2 separate regions of the Siniperca chuatsi genome follow, and region 1 is linked to region 2. The links are chromatin contacts, called in public Hi-C maps. All regions are on one chromosome and are shown on one strand. The core of a region is the stretch at or near the end of the contact, and the rest is flanking DNA. Distances in the headings are between cores, read along the strand shown. Region 1 holds the start of arrdc3a (arrestin domain-containing protein 3a). Region 2 overlaps adgrv1 (adhesion G-protein coupled receptor V1).

Region 1 (5,574 bases), core at 1,293-3,792, 70 kb before region 2:
AGCTTCCCACATTCACAGTATGTTGTTGCTTCTTATTCATGCAGTAGGTCACTAACAATTTTTCTGTGTATATTGGTGTGTATGTGTTATATTGAGTTTGGTGAATAGGAATAAACTGAGACCCCACTTATCTGAGTTACAGGCTCAACTTTACAGACACTCTTGTCCACATCTCTGACAGTGTCTGCCTACCTGACAGAGTGACTCCCTGAGGTGTAGTCCAGCTTGCCTATCATCTTGGTAGAATATCCGTTCACCTCCAGCAAATCCATCCATGTTGTTGCATTAGCGTCGAGGCACTTGTAGTTGTTCCATGACCGAGTGAGGTGAACAAACTGACCGCTCCACATTGCTGAGAACAAAGATTAAACTGTTGAAATACATTTATTATTCCACCTTTATTACCATCTTGAATACCACAATATATTTCTAATTGCAAGGGAAAGGGAAATCCCCAGAGCCTTTTAGAGGATAACTTACCTGCTCTTGAGGGGCAGCAAATGGGTGAGTTGGTGTAAGCATTGAGAAATGTGGTACCGAGCTCCCTGAGGTAGTTTATATATGGCAGCTGCACAACTTTGCTGCCAGGATCAAAGGTCAATCGCCCATCCTGAAGAAAGAGGAAAACTGACATTTAGACCCAAACCGACTGAGATATACAGTCACACAAAGATTAAATGGGAAAAATAAAGCATCTCTGTATGGAGTTTAATCTTGTCCTCTCATAGTGCTTTAGCCTAAAATAAACAAAAGCTACTGTTATTGTATACAGTAGTAAAGCACTGTACTGTAACATACTTACAAATGCATCACTCATCACCATCACAATGTTGGGTCTGGTTCCATTTTGGCACAAACTTTGACCATGAAGTTGAAACAGGAAAATCAAAGCCAACACTCCTATATTCATGACAGCGTTTCACCTACTTCAAATGCTGATGATTTGCTGTTGTAAAAGAAAAGTTTTGTCTGAACTGGATGTATTTCATCAGAGAAGACACTCAAAAAGTGTTCCTCTTTGACTGCAAGTTACTTTAGAGTCTGAGGGACTTGATATTAACATCCCGGTTACGCTTTCAAAATAAGAGTTTTCTTGATTCATTTAAATTGAAGAAGTCATCAGTGCAAATTGAATATCGTGTTTTTTTAACTTGGAAAAGAAACTTAACGTACAAACATAAATATTAAACACCCAATCATTCCACAGATTAATCAGAAGGGAAAAACGCTTAATGGGGGATACATACGCTTTTTACCATGTAATAACAAACTGGAAACTCTAGAGGGCAGCATTCATCTTTTAACAAAACATCTGTGCTGCACAATTTTGTTGAGCTGGCACTGTCAAGATCACAACTATTTATTAGTTAGGCTAATGAATGGTGAAACCAAAATAGTACCTCATATGACTGATTGATGTGAAAAGTGAATTGATGCACTTTTTAAATTATAGGAAGTAGCATGAAATATGATCAATAATTTATGGGTTTGAATCAAACGCCATCCGATTTTAATCAGATGCCATCCAATAACGTTGATGTTTGCTGCGGATCTTGCAACCATGGAGCTCCACAGACCCAGGTATTATACACCTACTTCCTGTAATTTAAATGCTCATTATGGGCAAATTGTATTGCTGAATTGATGTGGCACCTTGTAAATAATCACAATGAATTAGAAATGAAAGGGTTGTTTTGCAGTCATGAATTGTTTGATGAATACATGAGTTACAGTGCTGTTCAACAGGTGATACTGCAGCTCATTGTAGAAGCCACGATGGTCACCAGGTGGCGTTTTGAGCCTCTGAGTTGTTTTTCTGTAAACCGTGAGTTCAACACAATGAGAAATCCCAACCCCCCATATGCTCATGGATCTTTAAATCGAAATTAAAAAGACAATATATGCGATAGATGAATATATAGGAAGCTTTTTCTGCTCACCACCCCCCTTGAATCGTAGGCCTACAGCAATTCTACATGATCTGTGCTGCAGACATCATGCACGATTTTCTGTTGATTGTACATGGATGTAGAGATTGTAGTGAGCCTGGATATATGTGAGACCATATGTATCGATTATATCACAGATAAATGTGCAGGCACTTAAGTCATATGCCTAGACATAAGACTGGGAGCGGTAGGCATATAAAAGTGATTCTGAGTTGATGTACTATTTATGAATGGTTACTATATAATCACATATTATAAAGAGTGTTTTCATTTGTTTCTAGTTCAATCAGCAAACATATTCCTTATATCCATCTCTGAATTAAAAATCTGGAAACAAGTTGGGATGAGAAATTTTGGGCGGATGTATTCATGTATTTTAAATACATATAATATATAACAATATGCTAGCAGATGCCCTGTTAAGTTTCACCTTTAAAACGACTGTGGTTAACATTTCTGCAATCTTTCAGCTGTTTGACCAAACTTGTCATCTGGCTCAGAGCCACACTTCCCTCTCTGCCTTGTTCCAGAAGGCGGAAGGAGGGGGCAGAAGCCCTGCGCATGCGCTGAAGGTTGTTTTTCACACAGCCTGTCGCTTAAAGTGAGCTGAGCTACGGGGGTTTCCTTGTCTTTGACTGGAGACCAACTAGCAAAGAGGCGGATGATAACAGCATCCTCTGCTGTTATTCAGCCATCACACATCTCAATGAACTGCTCGCAAAGAAGCCACTGATCGTGCCTACTGCTTTTTGCAGGGCAGAGATACTGATCAGTGTCTAAAAACTGCATCCCCTTTTTCTTATGAGACTATTTTTTCACAGACTTTTTTTATTTGATTTCAAGGTCTCTGTAGCCTATCTCTTTTCACCATGGTGCTAGGAAAGGTAAAGAGCTTCACAGTAAGCTACGACTGTCTCAATGACAGCAATGTCCCCGTTTTCTCCAGCGGGGACTGCGTCTCAGGGAGGGTGATCATCGAAGTCACGGGAGAAATCCGTGTGAAATCTCTCAAAATCCACGCAAAAGGATTTGCAAAAGTTCGTTGGACTGAATCGAGAAATGCTGGATCCAACACTGCCTACACGCAAAACTACACAGAAGAAGTGGAATATCTAAATCACAAAGACATTTTAATTGGACACGAGAGAGGTAAGGGAGTATAATTTTTTTTTTTTTTATTGTTTAGCAGAAGTTTTAGAGAAACTGACTGGGAGATGCCCTTTGTGCCGGTTCACTGGAGGATGCTGTTGTCCTGAATGTTAGAAACAGTGATAATAACACAATATGCACAGACAGATGAATAACTTTCATGTTACACCCTCTTTATGTGGTGGTGTTGGTATTAAAGTAGTTGGTCACATTGGCCAGATACAGCTCCATCATTACTTGTTTGTGTCAAGGTGTCAGAATGGATGACAGCAGCTCAGGAAACTGTATTTTTCATAGTATTTTAAGTGTACAGCGAGAATTATATAATTCTTTTTAGATACAGGGCGATAGAGTAATGACTTGCAGTGATGTATATACAGCTTTGTTAGACATTTTCAATGCTGAAACGCATCATATTGGGTGTTTCTTTGTAGCTTTTCTTAAGTTTCCACCCATTGTTCAAAGCGGTTCAATCCTGTTCAGAAAACTGGACCGGGATGGGGCGGAGTAAAGCACATGCCCCGTGTCATTGGCTGAGGTGCTCATGTGTGGCCAATGACATCACTCTCTTGCAGAGAGTGACATACAATTCTGCAACTTTTTAATTAAGAAAACACCTGCAGTTTGATTTAATATCAATTAAAAGCTGAGGTAGAGCTGCAAAGCTGATACGTTGTTTCATTGAAAATATTTCTAATCTGTGCATATGTTTTTCAGGAATTATAATATGCCGTTGAATTGTGCTTGAGACATATGTCCCAACACAAATGGTGTCACTTTATCCACAGAATGGTTGATATTTGTGAGAGTAAAAAGCACCCCTTTGTGAGCGTCTGTATATGCATGAACGCCTGTAGTGGTTTGGGTGTTTTCGGCCATCTGCAACATCTTTACTCTTACCACTGAATGGACGAATCGTTTCTGGTCCACTCTGCAGCAGCCTACTATGTTTGTAGCAGGTGAATTGGGTTTGGCTAGCTGTCATTCCGCGTGACTGTCAGGCGTTTAGTCATTTTAAGGCAAATCGATAAGGGCTGAGGTTTAAATGGAGGAGATGCATTGTTGCATTGTAACGATATTTCTAGCAAAGCTACATTTAGGCTCTTAATGAAACATTTCCTTTGATGCTAAAGTGGAAAACTGGGGTCGGAACAGGCTAGTAGTAGTGACTGCGGTGTCGCACAGCGTGAATGCGTAATGAGAGCAGAGCGGCTGCGGGAAGCTGCTCACACCGGTTCAGGCCGGTCTCCTCCTGCTAGAGTCTGCCGTTTGACTGACAGCTCCGCACTTGTTTACCACACGGCTGCTGCTAGGGGGAGGGAGTGCTGAGCTGGCAGAAGCACACCCGACCCAACTCTTCAAAATGCACTTTTGATGTTTTAAAATGAAATTTAAAAAAAAAAATAATTTACAACATTTTACGAGCAGTGTGACGATGCGAAAGTGTCCTCTCCTCCCTCTGAAAAACAAGAGTATTTTTTTTTTAATCTAGAGATAAATGTTAGTGATACAGATTTATCTACCGATCAGGATTTTATTGTTGCCCCATATAGCCCCGTTTCCCCCGTCATAGGTTATGTATTTCCATCATACATGCCACAATGGTATCTCTAGGATGTAGTTCTTTGTTCATACAACAGCACAATCTTGCACAGCTCAGTTTCTGGCACCTCAAACAACCAACTTCTTTTTTGATGTCCTCTAAATATTCGTCTGCTGCTTAATTCTCAATACATTAATTTTTTTTACAGACAGATATGATAGTAAAATCCCTTCATTCTCTTTTGTCTCCCCCACCCTGTGTTTTTGGTATGACTTTCAGATGCCTTCGTAGAGCATTTTACCCAGGTATGGTATACATGTGTTTGGAATATTATCCTCCTTGTTTTTCAGAGGATGACAACTCTGAGGAAGGACTCACCACTATTCATTCAGGAAGACATGAGTATGCATTCAGCCTCGAGCTTCCACAGACGTAAGTGTCTTCATACTACATTCCAGTCAGAAATTAAATATCAATACCATCATAATTCAGCTGTATCCCGTGTGAGCTTTTGACAGTTAATACAACCCTTTTCTTTTTTTCCTCCTTCCTTCTTTCCTGTAGACCTCTGGCTACCTCTTTCGAAGGGAAGCATGGCAGTGTGCGCTATTGGGTAAAGGCAGAACTCCACAGGCCATGGCTCCTGCCCATGAAGACCAAGAAGGAATTTACAGTCTTTGAGCACATTGACATCAACACTCCATTATTACTGGTAAGTTCTTTTGAAGCAGCCCTAGGCATTGTACGAAGGGAATCAGACTTCGATGAGACTCATTTTCCTAATTACGGGGCAATTTTGGAAAGAATTTTAATCTCTTGTTGCCTGTTTCCATGTGTGTTTTGCCTGGCCATGTGTTTGGGGAAATGTCATCATCCTGAATTGTGTAAAAATATATATATGGAATGAGAGTCAAAGGAAAAACGTCATCTAGT
Region 2 (5,327 bases), core at 1,434-3,933:
CACATTAGCAGAAAGTCGTATGCGTGTATGCGTGTTTCATCCTGATGGCAACCTCATGATGTAATCCAGATAAGACAAATATCTGACCACCTTGGTAGATAAATAACTAAACCGATTCATGAATAACTGCTGCCTTTATAAGTATTTGCGCAACAGTAAGTGGGTGAGGGCTACAAAGGATGGTTACATTTCTATTACAACACAGATTGTTGATGTTTGCACATACTGTATGAGAGTGCACACAGTGTGTCAGGAAAGTGCTTGATACATGATGACACAAATTAGTCGAACATTGCTTTATATCCTCATGAAAGTGAGTATGATCATAAGAAATATGAAAAGGCTATGACATTACCTGAGCTTTTAATTCTGTGTTGCAGATTTTATGGTTTGAGATGAATAACCATTGTGTGAAGTTGATTTTAGTGCAACATAATGCAACATGATCAAGCAGTAGGCTGTATACTACGGACAGGTGTAAGTCTAAGTTTAGTATCCCTTTCAATGCCCTTTACTTCATCTAGCCTACCAAGATGAAGATGATCAGGCTAAAATAGACTACAGAACACATGCCACATGAAATCTCAGTATTTTTTAGGTCAGATCACCTTCAGAAGCTAGTTTAGTTTGCTGACTATATCTGCCAAAAAACTGATTGCTTGGTGTTAAATAAGATGGTCTATTTACAGTAAACCAAGCACTGCAAGCACTACACATTTGAAACTGATCAACAGTTAGTTGGGTGACTGCTAAAAAACTCGATGAAATGTGCCAACAAAATGAAGGAAAGAAAACGCTGCAAGCTGTCATTGATGGAAAGAATGCAAGTTTCCAAACACTCCAACCTGGTCTGCAAATGTTTTGTTGAGAAATAAATGTGACACAGGCCTCAAGGACATACGCAATGTGTTCTTGTGAGAAACATTGAATGTAAACACAACTGTGTTTACAAGAAAACTCCACAGGGTACCTTTAAGGACTAGCAGTCATTCCATTGTTGGTGATGTTATTACACTGTGACGAAAATGGTCCTGGCAGACATCTCAAATGTTTGGTGAGTCTCTGAGAGCAAGTTGAGGGTCTGTAACCAGTTTAGGGAAACGCAACATGACAAAATATCATCATTGGTAAAACTGATGAGTCACACCGGATGTGACCAGCCACTTTCGCAGAGATAGAGTGAGAAGGAGCGGGAGAGACAGTCTTGGTGCAGCTTGTAATGTCACAGCTCCCAGCTAAGCCCAGCTGCAGCCAGAATGATAAAGGGGACAGAGAATAGAAACAGGGACATTACTCATCATTTTGTGAAATAATTAAGGTTGGGTGAGAGGAGAAGGAAAAGGACAGATGAAAGTAAAATAGGAAAATGAAGACATGAAAGAAAATTTACGAGCAAAAAAATTGCTATTAGTTTGTATAGTTTAGCCTAATTTTTCGGCATCAGGGAAAACAGACAAGGTCACAATGAACAGTGAGTGTTGTATGGAAGAAAGAGGCTGCTGATTTGAAAAGTCGGATCATATGAGGAGGAGAGGAGTCAGGGCAACACTAGGCACAAGGTGTTGGACAAGCCAGGAGAGCGTAATGTGAGTCTCCCAAGAGGCCGTCTTCACCTCTCCACTGTCCTGTCTACGCACACACACACACACACACACGTTTGTTTCACTATCCCCATCATTGACATAATGTTTTCCCTAGTCCCTTACCCTAACCTTAACCATCACCCTAACCCTTACCCTACCCCTAACCTTAACCTAACTGTAACCTGTACCCTAAAACCAAGTCTTAACCCTCAAAAAGCAGTCTCTACCCATGAGGACCTCAATTTTTGTCCCCACAGTGATACAGAGTCCCTATGGGTTAGTGTGCATTCAGGTTAAACTCCCTACCGGGATACACACACGCACACACAGTAACACAGGCTCTGACTGCTGATACTTTATACCCTTCTATCACTTGCCTGCCATTAGCTCATGCTGACAGACAGTAAAGAGCTTAGAATTGCATTAAAATCTTATCAAGGACATGCAGTATATTTTATCTTGCTGCATATTCTTTAACAACTGCAAGCAAAAATAACATCCTAAGACACACTGTAAAGAAAATTTTTGTTAAAGCATTAAGGGACCTTTCATGTGCAGTTTCTGAGAAAAATATACAGGAAGAATCTGAGAATGGATGGGAGAAGGAATAAGTAAACACTGTGTTTTCTTCTCATTCTTTCCCTTCTTTTGCTTTCTCATTTTGTTTCCAAACACTTGTGGGGATAAGCATAGAATACGATAAGATAGCCATATTCCCTGACGTCAACCAGAGAAGTATACACACATAGACACACAAAAACTCTCTCTGTTTATTGATTTAATGATTGATTGGTCATGATGGGAAAAGATAAACTTCCTTAGGAAAAGCAGAGTCACTCACTTCATTTACATGGACTTGTGTTGATCTTCTGTTCTGCAGACAAAGATGCGGTAAGGTCTTGGATTACGCAATTTATACATGCCTTTTCCTTTCCTGGAGTACTGAGGAACTGCATGCACGCTCGTCCAAAACCTAAAATCCCCCTCCCCCCCATGTACACATACACACTGACGACAAACAGGAACTTTTAGGAATCCGACAGCAATCAGACAGCTTCTTTATTCTGCTCAGAGACTGGAAGTGAGGGTGGTGGGTGGTGTATGGGGGGGGGGTAGAAATTAGTGTTTATGTGCGTATGTTTGTGGAGTGAGGTGCAGACTTCAGAATGCTGGATTCAGTCCAAGAGCTAACAGGAAATCCTTTATAATCAGAACTACGAGTCACCTAAACACTTCCCAGATTCTGGAACAAAGCACTGGGACCACTGGGGTAAACACTTCACTGAGTGTGTGGGAATGGCTGTCTGGGATGTGGAAGGCTATTTTATTACAATGGATGATAAATTAAGTTGTGTTTTGTTTGCAATAGAGTTGGAGATTAGATTTTCCTTTCCCACACCGGCACCTGGATACGTGTGTTCAAGCACCCACATATCTCCAAAATGCCATTCTGTATTTGACCAGGCTGAAGTATTATATTATATATTATATGAAATATGAGAGTTCTGTCAGTCATATGTTATTAAAAAACAACGACCTAACACCACTGCTCTGGGGAATATTTCAATACTAATATGTTTAGTGACTTTCAGAAGAAACATATCTTGTTGAAATAACAGGTCTAAATGGGGTTCCTGTAATTATCTCAAACTGTCAAAGTTGTAAATTTTACAGTTTGTTTAGTGACTACAGGTACCGCCATACAGTGCTACAGGAGAACTATAACTTCTTTGACACTTCTTCACCTTTCCCTGGAAAGACTGTCAGTAACCCATGTCATGTCCTGTTAGGAAATATTAAGGAAAACACCCTCTAATTTTTTCTGAAATAGTGGGAAAGGGATGAATCTAAATGGGATTATGAAGTGCCCTAGGAGCTGAAAGATGAGAAAAGGAGAGAAAAAGGGTGCAAATAAAAAGAGGAATTAAACCGTCAGCCACCTATTTGTCAAAAAATATCCATTAATTTTGTGACCTTGCTGTCTCTATTGTTATTGATTTATGTTTTGGTAAAATGAATGCAGACTAATGACGGCAGTGATCTGTCCCCTGGAGACACAGCAAAACGCATGAATACTGATATGAGAGTTTACAATGTGGTCTTATTGCATTTAGGACCACATATAACTGTAGTCCAAATCAAAAGTAGTGAAAAGATCAGATTCTGTGTTTTTGTTCCATTCACAATAAACCTCAGTTTAATTATCTTCACCCTGATGACGGTAAGCTAACAGAAAACATTTGGGGAGTAAAGCATTGTATATTGGAAAAGAAGTTGTGCAATGTGTTTGATTTTGATGGACTTACAATGTTCTTGAAATATAAGATAATTGTCACAGAACAGTAAAAAAAAATCTGTATTGGGAGGGACACAATTCTTAGAGAATATACAATTTTCTGTTTAAAAAATATTTCTTCAATGTGGCTTATGTGGATAACCCACTAAAACTGTATGTACATTTGCACATACATAAACTGTACTTACTGTACATACTCATCATACCAGACCTCTGATTGCCCAAGCAATAACTGGGCAATATTGCTGCTCATGTGATAAGCCCTGACATGATGATGAGCACAAAATCCCATGCACATTAAGATACATACACACAAACAACCAGGTGAGGCTCACTTACATAATACATATGCACCGGGTAAATTTCCACTCTACACAGACAATCTTCAGTTGTCTTGCTGAGGGGAGAACAAACTACTGGCCAGAGCCAGAGACTGCCACTGCATAACCTCTGATGTGACAAAGATGTGGTGCGTACACACACACACAAAACCACATTTGTTCACAGTGAGCGGACTCACGTTTTAGGTGGTGGATGGTACAAATCATTATTATCTCTCAGTAGGAGGTCCAACGTCTATATCATTGTCATCATTGTCACTGGCCGCTCTCTGTCACCCTGTGGGTGCCTTGATCCCAAAACCGGATCAGTTTGAACCTCCGACATCTTCAACAACCTGCTTCTGTATCTGAAATATTGTTGGACCTATCTAAAGCTATCTTACTAAAACTATGTAAGTCTACAGGATATATATCTAATACTATGCAGTCTCAGTTACAGTATCTTATTCATCATTTTCTAGTGTTAGACTTTTGGACACACAGTAGCTACAAGACACTGGCAATATACTGCTCTAGCTGTTTGAAGAAATTTGATGTATCCTTTCTACTTTAACTGAACTGTAAAAGGTCACACGTCACACTGACATCAATAGTTAGGGAACTACAACTACAGACTGACTTGCTGTGTGTTAGGTGGCCCTACCAACTTACATGGTACATACAATATATATATATATATAGTATATAGTACATAATTGATTGATTTTAATTTTTTGCCCACAGTTGCCTGGGAACAATGAAGATGAGATGGAACATTTCCCTCTCACTAGTGTGGCCTTTTCTCAGTGGTTCCCTGACAATAAAGCTATTGTTAATGTAACTTATTCTCTTATAATTTTTAGGACATGGAACTAAATGCATTTTATTTAAAACTGATGTCATATTAATCTGTTCTTTTCCTTTTTCTTTCCTGCAAGCTCACTAGTCCTCTCTTGCTTGTACTCTGTTGCCTTCCTTTCGTTAGCGGTTTAACAGCTAAATGTACTACCCTTGTCATTTACTAACTAGAAACTATAGAGGTGAAAAGGATGGCAGCCAGAATACTGAGACAGTCAGACAATTAAAAACAACATAAATTGAATCACAAGCCTCCACCTTCTCCATCTC

The links. Hi-C and Micro-C count contacts between places; a contact is called where the count stands out from the background.
Region 1: a contact with region 2 is called in a Hi-C map of liver, with 5 times the contacts expected there. The contact joins the promoter of arrdc3a here to the enhancer-like site in region 2. A contact is called at or near these places in 3 of 3 Hi-C or Micro-C datasets (liver, skeletal muscle and an unstated tissue).

What each region holds. Positions count from the first base shown.
Region 1 is chrLG5:15,304,602-15,310,175 of ASM2008510v1, reverse strand. It overlaps arrdc3a (arrestin domain-containing protein 3a), which reads left to right and starts at 2,542. Exons shown (of 8, transcript XM_044198064.1): 1 at 2,542-3,098; 2 at 4,992-5,073; 3 at 5,206-5,353. The coding sequence starts at 2,819. arsk (arylsulfatase K) reads right to left here and starts at 1,059. Exons shown (of 8, transcript XM_044198068.1): 1 at 803-1,059; 2 at 481-610; 3 at 193-352. The coding sequence starts at 910.
Region 2 is chrLG5:15,234,602-15,239,928 of ASM2008510v1, reverse strand. The region is part of intron 88 of adgrv1 (adhesion G-protein coupled receptor V1); the gene reads right to left. Among protein-coding and RNA genes, the nearest start is that of arrdc3a, 70 kb to the left of the region's middle. Within about 2 kb of position 2,683, the one cell type or tissue checked has an H3K27ac peak away from gene starts, as active enhancers do. A contact at or near this core is called in liver, where this site is marked.